Linked DNA regions of Mus musculus: region 1 is linked to region 2. The links are chromatin contacts, called in public HiChIP or PLAC-seq maps. All regions are on one chromosome and are shown on one strand. The core of a region is the stretch at or near the end of the contact, and the rest is flanking DNA. Distances in the headings are between cores, read along the strand shown.

Region 1 (6,172 bases), core at 3,253-5,752, 340 kb after region 2:
GGGAAAACCCGGTAGGTTAAAAAAGACTCAGCTGGATGATGGTGGTGCCCAGCCTTAACTTGGGAGGCAGAGGCAGCTGGCTTTCTGAGTTCAAAGCCAGCCTGGTCTACAAAGTGAGAACCAGGACAGCTAGGGCTACACAGAGAAACCCTATGGGGGTGGAGGGTAGGGCAAAATGAAACAAAACAACCAAACCAAAGCAAACCAAAAGATTCCAAGGCCATAAAAGCTGAAGATAGCCAGGTGTGGTGATGTATGTGCTATGCCATTAATGCCAGTAAGGAGTAAACCTGAGCTTCAGTGAGACTCTGGCTCTGGAACAAAACACCAAACCTCTAGTTCAGCCAAAGGGGGAGTGGAGTCATGGTGAGGAGACATTTTCCAAAGGCTTCAGATTCTCTTAGCATCTGCTCTAGGGCTCAGGTAATGGAGACCACGGGCAGATAAAACACAAAAAGACATTTAAAACTCACACCCGGGGCTGGTGAGATGGCTCAGCAGTTAAGAGCATGGGCTGCTCTTCCGAAGGTCCTGAGTTCAAATCCCAGCAACCACATGGTGGCTCACAACCATCTGCAATGAGTTCTGACGCCCTCTTCTGGAGTGTCTGAAGACAGCTACAGTGTAGAGGATATTAGAGCGCCGGCGCCTAGGCAGTGGGTAGCAGAACACTCCCATCCATGCATGCACACTCGCTCCACTGTGCTCCACTGCCTCAACAGAAAAGACAAAGAGTACCTGCTGCAACCTGAGGAAGAAACACATTGAGAATGTAAAGCAGTGTGTGGTGGCAGGAGGAAAGCAAGAGAGTGAAAGGCTTGAAGAAAACAGAAGAGAGCTACGGAACCAGGCTGGGCAAAAGGACTTCAGACTCTATCTTCTCACTGAGCATTGTTTACTCCATGTTTTGTTCACAGGGAATGACAGAGCAGATGCAATCAGAAAATGGTTTAGTCAGTGAAGTAGGATAATAAAGCAATGTGAGAGGCAATGAAGTTTCATTTGCCATTCACACAGGATACTCCCAGCACTTGTGTTGCACTGGCAGTCCCCTTTGGCATGTCTATGTCTGCCACCAGGTTATAAAGCCACTGAAGGCAGGGCCTATATATGACTCATCTCCTTATCTCCAAGACTTAACATGATATGCAGGAGTTGCCAGAAAAGACGTAACAAATGTTACACCAATCTCTGTATGTATTTCCAAATTCAACACCCATATTGACTGCTCCCCACAAAGAGCTTTGGGTGGAAACTTGCCTGAGCTTTCCTCAAGTGACATGCAGACCTAGAGGGCTCCTCGGAGACTAGGGAAGGTGAGTCAGAAAGGGTGAGACTGGTAATGGACCTGCTGGGGAGGTCACGTTTGTCTCCAAATTGTCAGCATTTCCTAGCCAAGACCCAGGAGAATAGCCTTGTGGTGAGATGGGCTGTGTTTATTGCTCGTTGCAGCCAGGAAGGTGGCACATCATGGGAGCCAAGAGAGTGCTCGAAAGGATTTGCAGATGTTGGCTGGGTTTAAGGTTTAAGGTTTAAGGTTTAAGGAAGCTGGTCTTAGCTCTGGACTAGCTGTTTCCAGGCAACAGGAGTCATCCTCCCATTATTGGTTTGGCTTTATTTATTCATATTTATATTTGAGACAGGGTCTCATTAGTAGCCCTGGATGTCCTGAAACTCACTAGTTCAGAACACAGAGATCCACCTGCCTTTACCTCCCAAGTGCAGAGGTTAAGGGTCTAGATTGCCACACCCTTCCTGGGTTGACTATCTGAACAAGTCTTATCCAATAACAGGGTAGAGTAGAGCAAGACTAAAGCTATGTATGATTGGTAATGAAGTAGCAGGCAGTTAGATTACCCAGGCTCAGGGATTTTTTTGGTCATTTCCTGTGGTTCCCATGATGTTCATGTTTCTGCCTCAGGCACATAATGTAGAAGTCTTTTTTTTTTTTTTTTGTCTAGATTCATTGTGGTCATGCAGAGCCTTGTGTGATGCTAATGTTCTGAGATTTTATGTTCAAAACAGTACTTGAACCTATGAATGCCAGGTCAGTTACTAGCCATAACAAGGCTTCCTGATAGTACTAATTCAGCTTCCGGGTGTCAGGGGTATTTTCCCTTCTCAACTGTCTGTTTTGAGATGATCTCTGGTTTATAACTAGAGTTTGGCAGTCCAGTATCTAAGTACTTAGGCCCTCCCTGTACTATGACCCAGTCACACCCATATGTAGAACCAGCCAGGCTGGGAGACGTCATTACTGGCTTGGGCTTTATGTATCTGTGTGTGGTACTGTGTATATGTGTCTGTGACCACTAGAAATTCTCTGATAAGATAGGAATGAAAGCCAGAGGTAGGCCTACTTCTTCTACTCTGGTCCCAGGAGGACTTTCCTTCTGCCCAGAGAGTGAGGTGTTAGCATGGAATCCCAACAATCTGGACAGCAAGGGTACTCCGCTTTGGGCGGAGTCAGGGAATGGAAGGGCTATTGCAGGAGCTGGAAAGGGAAGAGGTAGCCCTGGAAGGGAGGGGAGAGTTCCTTTGTATAAATAGGTCTCTAGAGAAGCTGCTGGTTTTCCTTCAAGGAAGCAGCCTGCAGTAGGTCACTGTGTGTTCCCACCCTCATCCCTGTCTGATGTAAGTCCTTGTCTCCAAAACAGGCCTTGTTGATTACAACAAAAAATAAAAATAAACCACATGTGCTGACCTCATCCTTCATAGAGAGGCTTAATCTGACCCCTTTCAAATCAAGTGAACCTCCTCTTAGTTGATCTTGCCAGGCTTAAAATATTAGGACATCTTGTGTCATGCCTTATGGGTAGCCAAGCAGCAATAAGAGGTAGCAAGGTACCATCTGATAGTATTTGAAAAATGGCAAAAGGAACTGGATTGAATTCAAGAGGGTGGGCTACAAATACTTGGTATTCTGACAAAGCTCTGACTTTTCATCCCAGGGCATGTCTTGCCCTGTCCTGCATTGTGGTATGGCCCTGCTAATGATAGAGATGCTACTTGAGGCTAAACCTCAACTGGCACTGCATTTTGCTGTGAAGTTAGAAATCAGACTCCGTGATCTTCCATGGCCTAGGCTGATTAAATGTATCCTGGGTAAATGGCAACTTATGGCAGTGGGTGACGTGATGGGGGTCGAATATCCTTTCGTAAACAATCTGAATTACGAAGATCAGAGCCTGTAAGAGGCTCGTTTTACAATCAAACCTGTTACCTAATATCATTCAACCAACCAAGGAAGGACTCTTTCAATACTCTGCCCGAGTTTTCTGGGTTATGGCATATGGTCAACATCTTGGAGTGGAGGGGGACAGTTTGTGCTCTGGGAGAGCCTGCAATTCCTTTAGAAATGACATAAATACCAGTGGCTATGGTTTGAGGGTATGGATCAATCCATAGAAGCCAAAACTCTGGGCTAGCATGAGAGGTGAGGAGAGGAATATCTTTACCCTGATTTGAAAATTATAGAATATATACATAAACCAAAATCAAAACATCACAAATCACCATTTTTGTTCTGATGTATCAGCTTTAAAAATTAATTTAAGAAAATTTAAAAGAGCAATTAATTTGTTTTCTTTTTTATCTGCTTTTTTGTTTGTCTGTCTGTTTTTGAGTCAGGGTTTCACTGCCTAGCTTTGCCTATCCTGGACCTCACTTTGTAGATCAGGCTGGCCTAACTCACAAGATCCACCTGCCTTTGCCTCCTGATTGCTGGGATTAAGACTATACATTACCACGCCTGGCTACGTTCTATCTCCTAGATGGAAGGAAGCTAGAAATAAATTAGCTGAAAGTAGAATAATTACTGGAAGCTGGGAAATATGGGAGTGGAGAAAGGGGCTTGGATTTGATCAGCGTATGTCACTGCATATATCGATGTTACACTGGACCATTTTAATAAACATAAAACGTGTTAACCAAAAACTAAAAAGAATCCAAAGAGCTGACCTGGTGAGATGGATCAGGAGGTAAAAGTGCTTGCTGTTAAGCCTGACAACCTGAGTTGGATTCCCACGACCCACACTCCAGAAACTCGCTTTCTGACCTCACACACAAGCCATGACATGTTATATGTACAATAAATGTGTGTAATAAGGATTTTAAGACGTTAAAAGGACAATAAAGATTAAGGTAATAATTGCAATTGGAACTCACAGAGAAATCATACATGGACACTAGTCCAAGGCAGGCTTTGATTTGGGTTGAAAGAAGAAAGGGGAGGGAAATGGAGTTTTATATGTAATAGGAATGAAACAAAGTTTAGAGAGCTTAATAAGTCAGATGGGAGTGTATTTGCATGCACATGTGAGTACCTTTTATAAACGTTACAAGAAAGGCCAGGGATGGTGGTACACACCTTTACGCCCAGCACTTGGGAGGCAAACGGAGGTAAATCTCTGAGTTTTGAGGCCAGCCTGGTCTCTAGAGAGCCCCAGGCCATCTGGGGCCAGTCTCAAAAATAAAAGAAATAAAGTCATGAGACAGGATGTAGGCAGGAAGAGTGAGCTGAGATCATGGACTGTTAGAAGATACTTGGAAATTGATGTGTGGGTGACAAACAGGCACTTCTCCTCCCCCCTTTTCTTTTTGAAACAGCTGCACAGCCTTCCTTGGCCTGGAAGTCACTATTTAGTCTAGGTTGGTTTCAAACTCAGAAGTGCCTCCTGATGCTGGGAGTAAAGGTGTGTACCATTATGCACAGCTCCTTTAAGTTTCTCAAGTAGATGTGCTATCTATACGTATCACTATTTGCATGTGTGAGTATACACTGATGGGTGGTATGCCTGCATGTGGACATGCATGTAAAGGCCAAGGAGTCAGGAGTCTCCCTCAGTCTATCTCTATGTCATTTAGTGGGGCAGGGTCTCTCAGGTGACTCTAGAGCTCACTGATACAGGTAATCTGTGAGCTAATTTGCTCCAGAAATTCTGCCAGCTCCTCAAGAGCACTGGGACTCCAGGGGGTCAGCACCCACCTGGAATCTCCATGGGTTCTGGTGTTGATCCGGGTCCTGGGGCTTCACTGCTCGTGAGGCCAGCACTTTATTCACTGATTATTACCCCAGCCTCACTGGACATGGTTTTTGACTAAAACTTGCTATGTAGACCAAACTGGTCACAAAATCAGCAGCTTCTGCCTTCCGGTACTGGCACTAAAACCATGTAGCACCATGCCCAGCCCTGGTCATATTTAACAATGCTGCCATCTACCTAGCTCACAGAAGGCAATGGACATGCATTAGATGGACTAGGTCACTTAATTTTTAATTAACTGCATTACAGTGACACAAAAACCGCTGCCAGAGAATTAAACTAAACTGTCAATATCATAAAAACAAATCAAAATCTGATTTTCTTTACAAGACAGGCTCATTATGAAGTCCTGGCTGGCAAGCATCTTGCTATGTAGACCAGGTAGGCCTCTAACTCACTGAGATCTGTTTGCCTGTCTCCTGAGACAATACAACGTTTAAAAATGAAATTCACCCTGTCCCGAAAAAAACAGAAAAAAAAAAAAAAGGAATTCAGTGAATCTTACTGAAGAGGGAGAGGAGGACTGTAGGAGCCAGAGGGTCAAGAACACTATAGGAAACCCACAGGATCAACAAACCTGTCCTCACAGAGGCTCACAGACACTGAACCGACAATCGGGGAGCCTGCATGGGTCTAACCTAGGCCTTCTGGCTATGTATTATGGTTGTGTTGCTTGGTGTCTTTGTGGGACTCCTAACAGAGGGAGCCTGCTTTGGGGGTTCTTTCCTCTTACTGGGTTGCCTCGTCCTGCCTTAATATGGGGGGAGGTGCCTAGTCGTATTACAACTTCATATAACATGTGTGGTTGATAGGCATTGGAGGCTCGCCCTTTTCTGAAGGGAAAGTGAGACGTGGATCTGGGTAAGATGTACTATATGAACCAACCTGTCGAACAATGATTTTGAAATGCCCTACCCCATCTATATAAGCAGCAGATATTACTGCATAATGATTCCTATTTTATAGGGTACTGAAGAAATGTCTATATACCAGTGGATATGTCACAGATCAGATCATAGCTCACTAAATATGTGTCCACATAATAAGAACCTGTCCTAGTGCAGATGGTTCTTGGAGTCAAACATGGCCTGTTCTGGTATTCAGAAGGGCTACAACTGTAAACTTCC
Region 2 (6,288 bases), core at 1,952-4,451:
TTTTAAAAACATGAGCACACTCTGATTAGATATAAACATTAATGAGAATCCTTTTGCTATCCAGTAGCCAGTAAAATTGTCATGTTTTTAAAGCACTCAGTTGCAGGGCAGCTATCTGATCGTCTTCCCTAAGCGAGGAGGCTGCCATTTCGGCCAGCCTTAGTCACTCTTCCGGCTTCAGGTGCGGGACGCTGTGGCTGTGATCCAGTACTTGGTCTGGTTGGAGAAGAACGTGCCCAAAGGCACGGTGGATGAGTTTTCTGGGGCAGAATACATTGATGAGTTACGACGGTACTGGACTTATTATCTTTTGGTGCGGGGGTGGGGAAGTGAGGAGTAATTAGTCCCCTTAGGAAGAATAAAGATCATGCTTGTATTTGGAAGTGAGATTGACAGGTTCGTGGGTGGTCTGGGAGCGGTGCTTGGGGTGTTGGAGGATATTCTCCAGCCCTGCTGAAAGTGGGGACAACCCAACAGCACCCCCTAGCGAACGCCTCAGACACAGCTCCTTCTCCCTGGGAAAGGCCTGCTTAGGCCAGGGGGCCCCTGGGACTCTTAGGAGCTTCCAGTAGAAAGAAGGCTTCTTGAGGCAGCTTGCATAGCATCTATGTTTGAGGTGCAAGACATAGCACATGGGTGGGATGTTTCTCAGATACAGGGAATTGCCTTTCTTCTCTCCCGTAAGGAAAGTAGAGGCAAAGGTCAAGAATTGGTGTCCATAATCTATCCTTCTCTGTGCATGAGTGTTCTCTGTATATGTGACAGGACAAAGCTGGCAGAGGTGGGGCAGGGAGAGGTAAATGGAGTCAGGTTGGGGTGAAGGCAGCTGGGCATTTGCTGTGCGACATATCCTAGTCACAGCCTAGTCCGTGCGCCATTCTCTGCCCATTCCTTACCTTGCCTTGCCTAGGAATGAAAACTTCTCCTCTGGACCCAGTTTTGAAACCATCTCTGCTAGTGGCCTGAATGCCGCCCTGGCCCATTACAGGTACTTCAGAACAAAGAAGTTTCTACAGTGCTTGTGACCAGGGGTCATGGTTGTGAGTAGAGGGGACCTGGGTTGGGAAGGGAATGTTCTGAGCTTTGAGTCAACATTTAAGGTTTGGGGCCTTCAGGACTGTGGGTAGTCAAGGGAGGGACTCCTTTGCCATTCGAAATCTCCTTGAAATTAATAGGTCTGAGAATGGCTTTTGTTCCCAAAAAGCAGGGATTTGGGGAGTGCTTGAGTGCTTCTGGGGTCTTTAGGGTTCAAGGAAAGCACAGTTTCTGTTAGAAACTCTTTCTGTGAAATTTTTATGGTTGTTTTTTTTTTCAGAAATAGTTTTATTGACTTGGGTTTTTGTTTTTGTTTTGTTTTTCGTTTTTTTGTTTTTTTTTTTTTTTTGGTTGGTGGTTTTTTGGAGGGTTTTGTTGTTGGTAGTGGTGGTGGTGTTTGTTTTTGTTTTTGTTTTTGAGACAATGTTTCATGTAGCCCAGGCTAGTCTCAAACTCATTACATAGTCAAGATTGGGTTTCCTAATCTTCCTGACTAAGGTTTCTTAAGTGCTGGGATTAAATGTGTGCACCACCACAGCTAGCTTGAGATGGGGTTTGCTTCATAACTCAGTCAGGCTAGCAATTTGTGATTTCAGGCATGAGTACAATCACACAAAACCCCACAGAGAAAAGGCCTGTCTATTCAGCTTCTGTCAACTATAGTGAGTGCAAAATATAAGATAGTCAAATACTTGGTCTCACAGAAAACAAACCATGGTAGGCCTGCCTGATAAAATTTGGAGGACCAAATTAACCAAATGCATCAAGTTGGCCTGGACTTGACAAAAGAGGAGTCAGAGGCCCTCCAGAGAAAGACCTGGCATGTCTAAGAGTTCGCCCTCCCTGACCCCTCCCCAACCCTTGCCCATGGAAGCTCGAGAGTGGTAGAGCTGATATACCTTAGTCCCCTAAAATATTGTTGTCCAGTCCTATTTTTAAAGTCCCCTCTCTTCCTATGCACTAGCTCCTTGGGGCCCTCTTGGATGTATCAAGAACTTACAGAGAAAGAGAGTTCAGGCCCAGAACCTCTTTGCTTTGCTGTGTACCTCGTGCAAGCCTCTTGCCTCTGTGGGTTTGTTCTTATTCGAGGAGAGATGGCCAAACCAAGTAGCCTCTGAAACTCTTAGCTCCTCTTTCCAAGGACCAAGGTCCTGCTTAGCCATATGCAGGATAAACAGAAGTGTACTAAGACAGCAGCTGCAGCTGCTGTCAGAGCCAAGTGCTTCCCAGGATTGGCAGATGTGTACAGATGATTTCCCCAGAGCAGAGAGCCTGGAAGGCTAGCCCCCAAGTAAAGGGAGTTCTTCGGTTTCTCCTTAGCCCCTGTCCTCAGCTCCACCCTGTTTGCCCAGTGCAGGGTTCGGAGTCTCTCCTCTCAGTATTTGTTTTTCATTCCTAGCCCAACAAAAGAGCTGCACCGTAAGCTGTCCTCAGATGAGATGTACCTGGTGGATTCTGGGGGGCAATACTGGTATGTATACCCACCCCACTGTGCCTTGGCCTAGCTCTCAGCTCAGGCATTCTGGGTTTCCTGAGGCTGGCTGAAGCTGGCTTTCCTGAGTCATAGGTCTTCATTTGATTAAAGCAGGGAACTGTATTGAATAAGCCCTGAGCAGCCTTCTCGTGTTCCCATTGTGGGCATCTGCACAGTAGAAAACACACAGAGGTTAGAATAATAGGGGCACTCATGCAGCACCTGGGTGAGAATTAGGAAAAGACTGGACTTGTTTAAGGAATTTTTTTCAAGTCTGCAAATTATTTACACAGATCTGCCTGGCCGCACAAACGTGAGCACCTATATCCTCCCCCACTCAAGCAAGCCCTAGACACAGCCCACATCAGAGTCGTTAAACCCAGCTCATTCCCTGTGGCAAGATGAGTGACCACGTAAGGTTGGAGATGGAGGCAGATAAAAGACGAAGCCCTTTAGAAGTGATTCTTTTGTACAGTGTTAACCTACACAGTTCCAGTGTGACAATCATGCCTAATGAGCTAACCATATTCCTTTGAAATGTGTGGCTAATCATTCGCAGTTTTATTGGGTTTCCCAACTTCTATCCCGTGGAACGCACCAAGGACAGAGGCTCTTGTTCATAGCACACCTGTTGGGGAGCCAGCTTGCCATGTGCTCAGTTTAGCAGCCTGTACTTCTCACTAGATTGATGCTGTGTGAACTTGAGATGGCTGTAAAGAGGAAGTACATTTGTGGAGGCGTGTTGGGTTGGGGCATGCTTAGAAGAGGGTGAGGTAGGGAAATAGTCACCTCACTTCCTCTTCTCTCCCGAGGAAGAAGTTCTCCATGCCCCATGACCTACTGTCAAGAAGCCCCAGAGTCCTGGGACCCTTTTTCCATGCCTCCCCCATGGGATGGGTATGCTCTGTGCCTGTCTGGGGGAACCACTACAGCTAATGATTGTGAGTTGGACCTGGTGGCTCTGGCTTCACTTTCATGGAATTCCAAGCCATGCCCATAGCCAAGAGCATCTTATGCGGAGTCAGCATTTTCTCTAGCCTGGCTTTAACCAAATCTTGGGGAAGGAGACAACCTCACAGCCTAATGGCTTCAGTGGCCTCATCTTTAATAAGGAAGCCTGCTCTGCTGCCCTCTGTGGGGAGATGCAGAAGTGTCCTATAAATAGTAAAGGGCTATGACTGTGGAAAGGTTAGGATATTGTCATCGTTCTCAACCTCAGTCTTCCCATCTGTAATTTATTGAGATAAATAGATAGATAGATAGATAGATAGATAGACAGACAGACAGACAGATAGACAGAGATAGGCAATGCCCTGAACATAGTGACTTTTACCTTAAGAACTCTACTAAGTCTCTTTGTTACGTGGATGCTGAGATATGATTCTAATGGTGGTACCTATCCTCTATCCCCCTCCCATCCATCAACCTTTCTTTCTTTCTTTCTTTCTTTCTTTCTTTCTTTCTTTCTTTCTTTCTTTCTTTCTTTCTTTCTTTCTTTCTCTCTTCCTTTCCCTCTTCCTGACACGATCTCACTGTGTAGCCCAGACTGGCATTGCCATCACAATCTTCCTAACTAATTCTCCTGCATACCAAGATTACAGGCCTGCACCACCATGCCCAGTTCTCTCTCTTCCTTTTGCCCTTCCACATGTCCTATTCCAGCCCAGTCACTCAAAGCCCAGTAGAAACAAACAATAGAAAATACACAGGAAGACCATGGCCCTGGGCCCTCCACCCAAGTCCTCAGCAGAATTAGATGTATTAGTTCTCTCTCTCCACAGGGATGGGACCACAGATATCACCAGAACAGTACATTGGGGCACTCCTACTGCCTTCCAAAAGGTAAGTGCTGGACCCTAATTTTTCCCTTCAGTTTACTCCAAGTGATCACCTCATCAAGAGCCCTTTCAAATTGACAGGAGTAAAACCGAGGCCCAGAGAAGTGATTTAGTTTGCCCAAGGTCAAACAAAAAGTACCAGGAAAGCCAATGCAAAATCGGGCCTCCACCAAGACCTCAGGCCATGTGCATCCTCTTGTCATGTCCGTGTATGAATGTACAGATATTGGCCATCTGGATGGTTAGCCTGTGCTCTGCAAAAGGGAGGGAAAACTCTTTTTAGCGGAGAAAAACAGCACAGGGCATCTGAGATCCGAAAGAACTAGAGCTGGTCTAAAAACAGGGAGGTCTGCGCAGCTGGAGTGGAACCAAGGACACTGGCGGGGTGCTGAGTGGACCAAGGAGCTGCTAAGATGCAGCCAGCAGACCAGGAACACAGAACGGGGAGCCCTGTTGTGCAGGCCTCCAGGAACTCATAGACTAGCCTGTTGAGGAGTCTGTTTCCCCAGGGCCCCAAATGGCAAGCCAGTGCAGGAGTATGGGGAAATGATATGACCACATGGCCACTAGCAGTGACCAGAACAGGTCACCACTGCCCATCTCTCTCTCCCCCAACAGGAAACAGGCTCTGCCACATGATCAGACCCAACCCACACTTCAGACCTTAAGGAAAGCTAAAGGAAGTTGCTAAGGCATGGTAGCACATACTGGGGCAGTTAAGACAGGAAACTTTTACTGTTCAAAGCCAACCTTGGCCACATAGCAAACTGCAAGCCTACCTGTGAGGAATATAGGAGTAAGCAGGCTACCTCTGCCTGAGCATTTGCTCACTGGCTTCTGCTCATTGTCAGTCTACTTTATCCTATGACTTTAGCAACCACGTACCACTAACATCCTATTAAATATAAGGGCACCAAGGAATAGAGAGGGGAGAAAGTCAGTGAGTGTCCAAGCCAGGATTCTAGACTTGAGCCTGCCACCCACTCAGTCACTACCCTCTACATTTCCTCTGCACATGACTATGACCCCTGTATATGAGCCTAAGAGAAGCACATGGAGTTGGCCCCAGCTTTGGAAACACCTTTTCCCCCCACCTTCATTTGGTCATCTTCCAAAACCTGAGTGAGTGACGGCACATGAGAATGTGTCTCCTACCCCTTGTCCTGGGCCTCCATTCCCATCTATTCTAAGACCTAAGCAGCTGGAAATTCCCCTATCACTCCTCCTGTGCTTCATATTACCTCTTCCTCTCCTTTCCTTACCAGGAGGCCTATACTCGAGTGCTAATGGGAAACATCGATCTGTCCAGACTTGTCTTTCCTGCTGCTACATCAGGTAGATTCCAGAAAACAGACTGGACCCAGGCACCTCAAGGCTCTGATATTATGGGACTTGGATTGCTATCCTGGGAGGCCAGTGAGATAGCCCATCCCTCTCATTTAAAGAAGGAAGTCTAGCCAGGAAAGAGGATTTGTCCAAGGTCTTACATAGGATTACTGGGGGTACCGGGCTTTGAACCCAAGTCCTCTGCCTCTTAATCCAGTGCTGTTGCTCAGAGGCAGGAAAAGCCAGTGTGAGCTTCAGACATCATATACAAATTCTTGGAGGACATTATTGTCAAAGTGCTAAGGCCTATGTCGTGAGGGAACATTTCAGTAGAGTCATCAGTCCAGATAATAAGTCTAATGTATGTATCCCTCAAGATAGTGAGGGATAGGACTGGGTTTATCAGAGAGACACTTCCTACTTTCATCCATCAGCCTTTCTCCATCCCACCCCAGTGTCCTCTTAAGAGCTCTTATCCTCAGGTACCACCCTAGGCATGGAGTAGGAAATGCCAAGGTAGACAGTCTAGGGTCCAGCCAATGGACTGGAAACAATCTCTTTTCCCTTTTAGGGAGAGTGATAGAAGCCTTTGCCCGAAGAGCCTTATGGGAAGTT

The links. HiChIP or PLAC-seq counts read pairs in DNA pulled down with a chosen protein or histone mark.
Region 1: an H3K4me3 HiChIP or PLAC-seq map of the 230-238 cell line shows a contact between it and region 2, with 4 times the contacts expected there. The contact joins two enhancer-like sites. A contact is called at or near these places in 9 of 39 promoter capture datasets (the C10 cell line, the HPC-7 cell line, cranial neural crest and 5 more) and 2 of 115 datasets of contacts at active chromatin or transcription factors (the 230-238 cell line and large pre-B cells).

The regions. Positions count from the first base shown.
Region 1 is chrX:48,465,254-48,471,425 of GRCm38.p6, forward strand. No RefSeq gene overlaps it. Among named protein-coding and RNA genes, the nearest start is that of Elf4, 14 kb to the left of the region's middle. Within about 2 kb of position 4,503, at least 5 of the 459 cell types and tissues checked have an H3K27ac peak or open chromatin away from gene starts, as enhancers often do. A contact at or near this core is called in the 230-238 cell line, where this site is marked.
Region 2 is chrX:48,124,435-48,130,722 of GRCm38.p6, forward strand. It overlaps Xpnpep2 (X-prolyl aminopeptidase (aminopeptidase P) 2, membrane-bound), which reads left to right. Exons shown (of 21, transcript NM_133213.2): 12 at 182-291; 13 at 911-988; 14 at 2,435-2,506; 15 at 4,291-4,351; 16 at 5,613-5,682; 17 at 6,245-6,288. Among named protein-coding and RNA genes, the nearest start is that of Xpnpep2, 19 kb to the left of the region's middle. Within about 2 kb of position 3,202, at least 81 of the 459 cell types and tissues checked have an H3K27ac peak or open chromatin away from gene starts, as enhancers often do. A contact at or near this core is called in the 230-238 cell line, where this site is marked.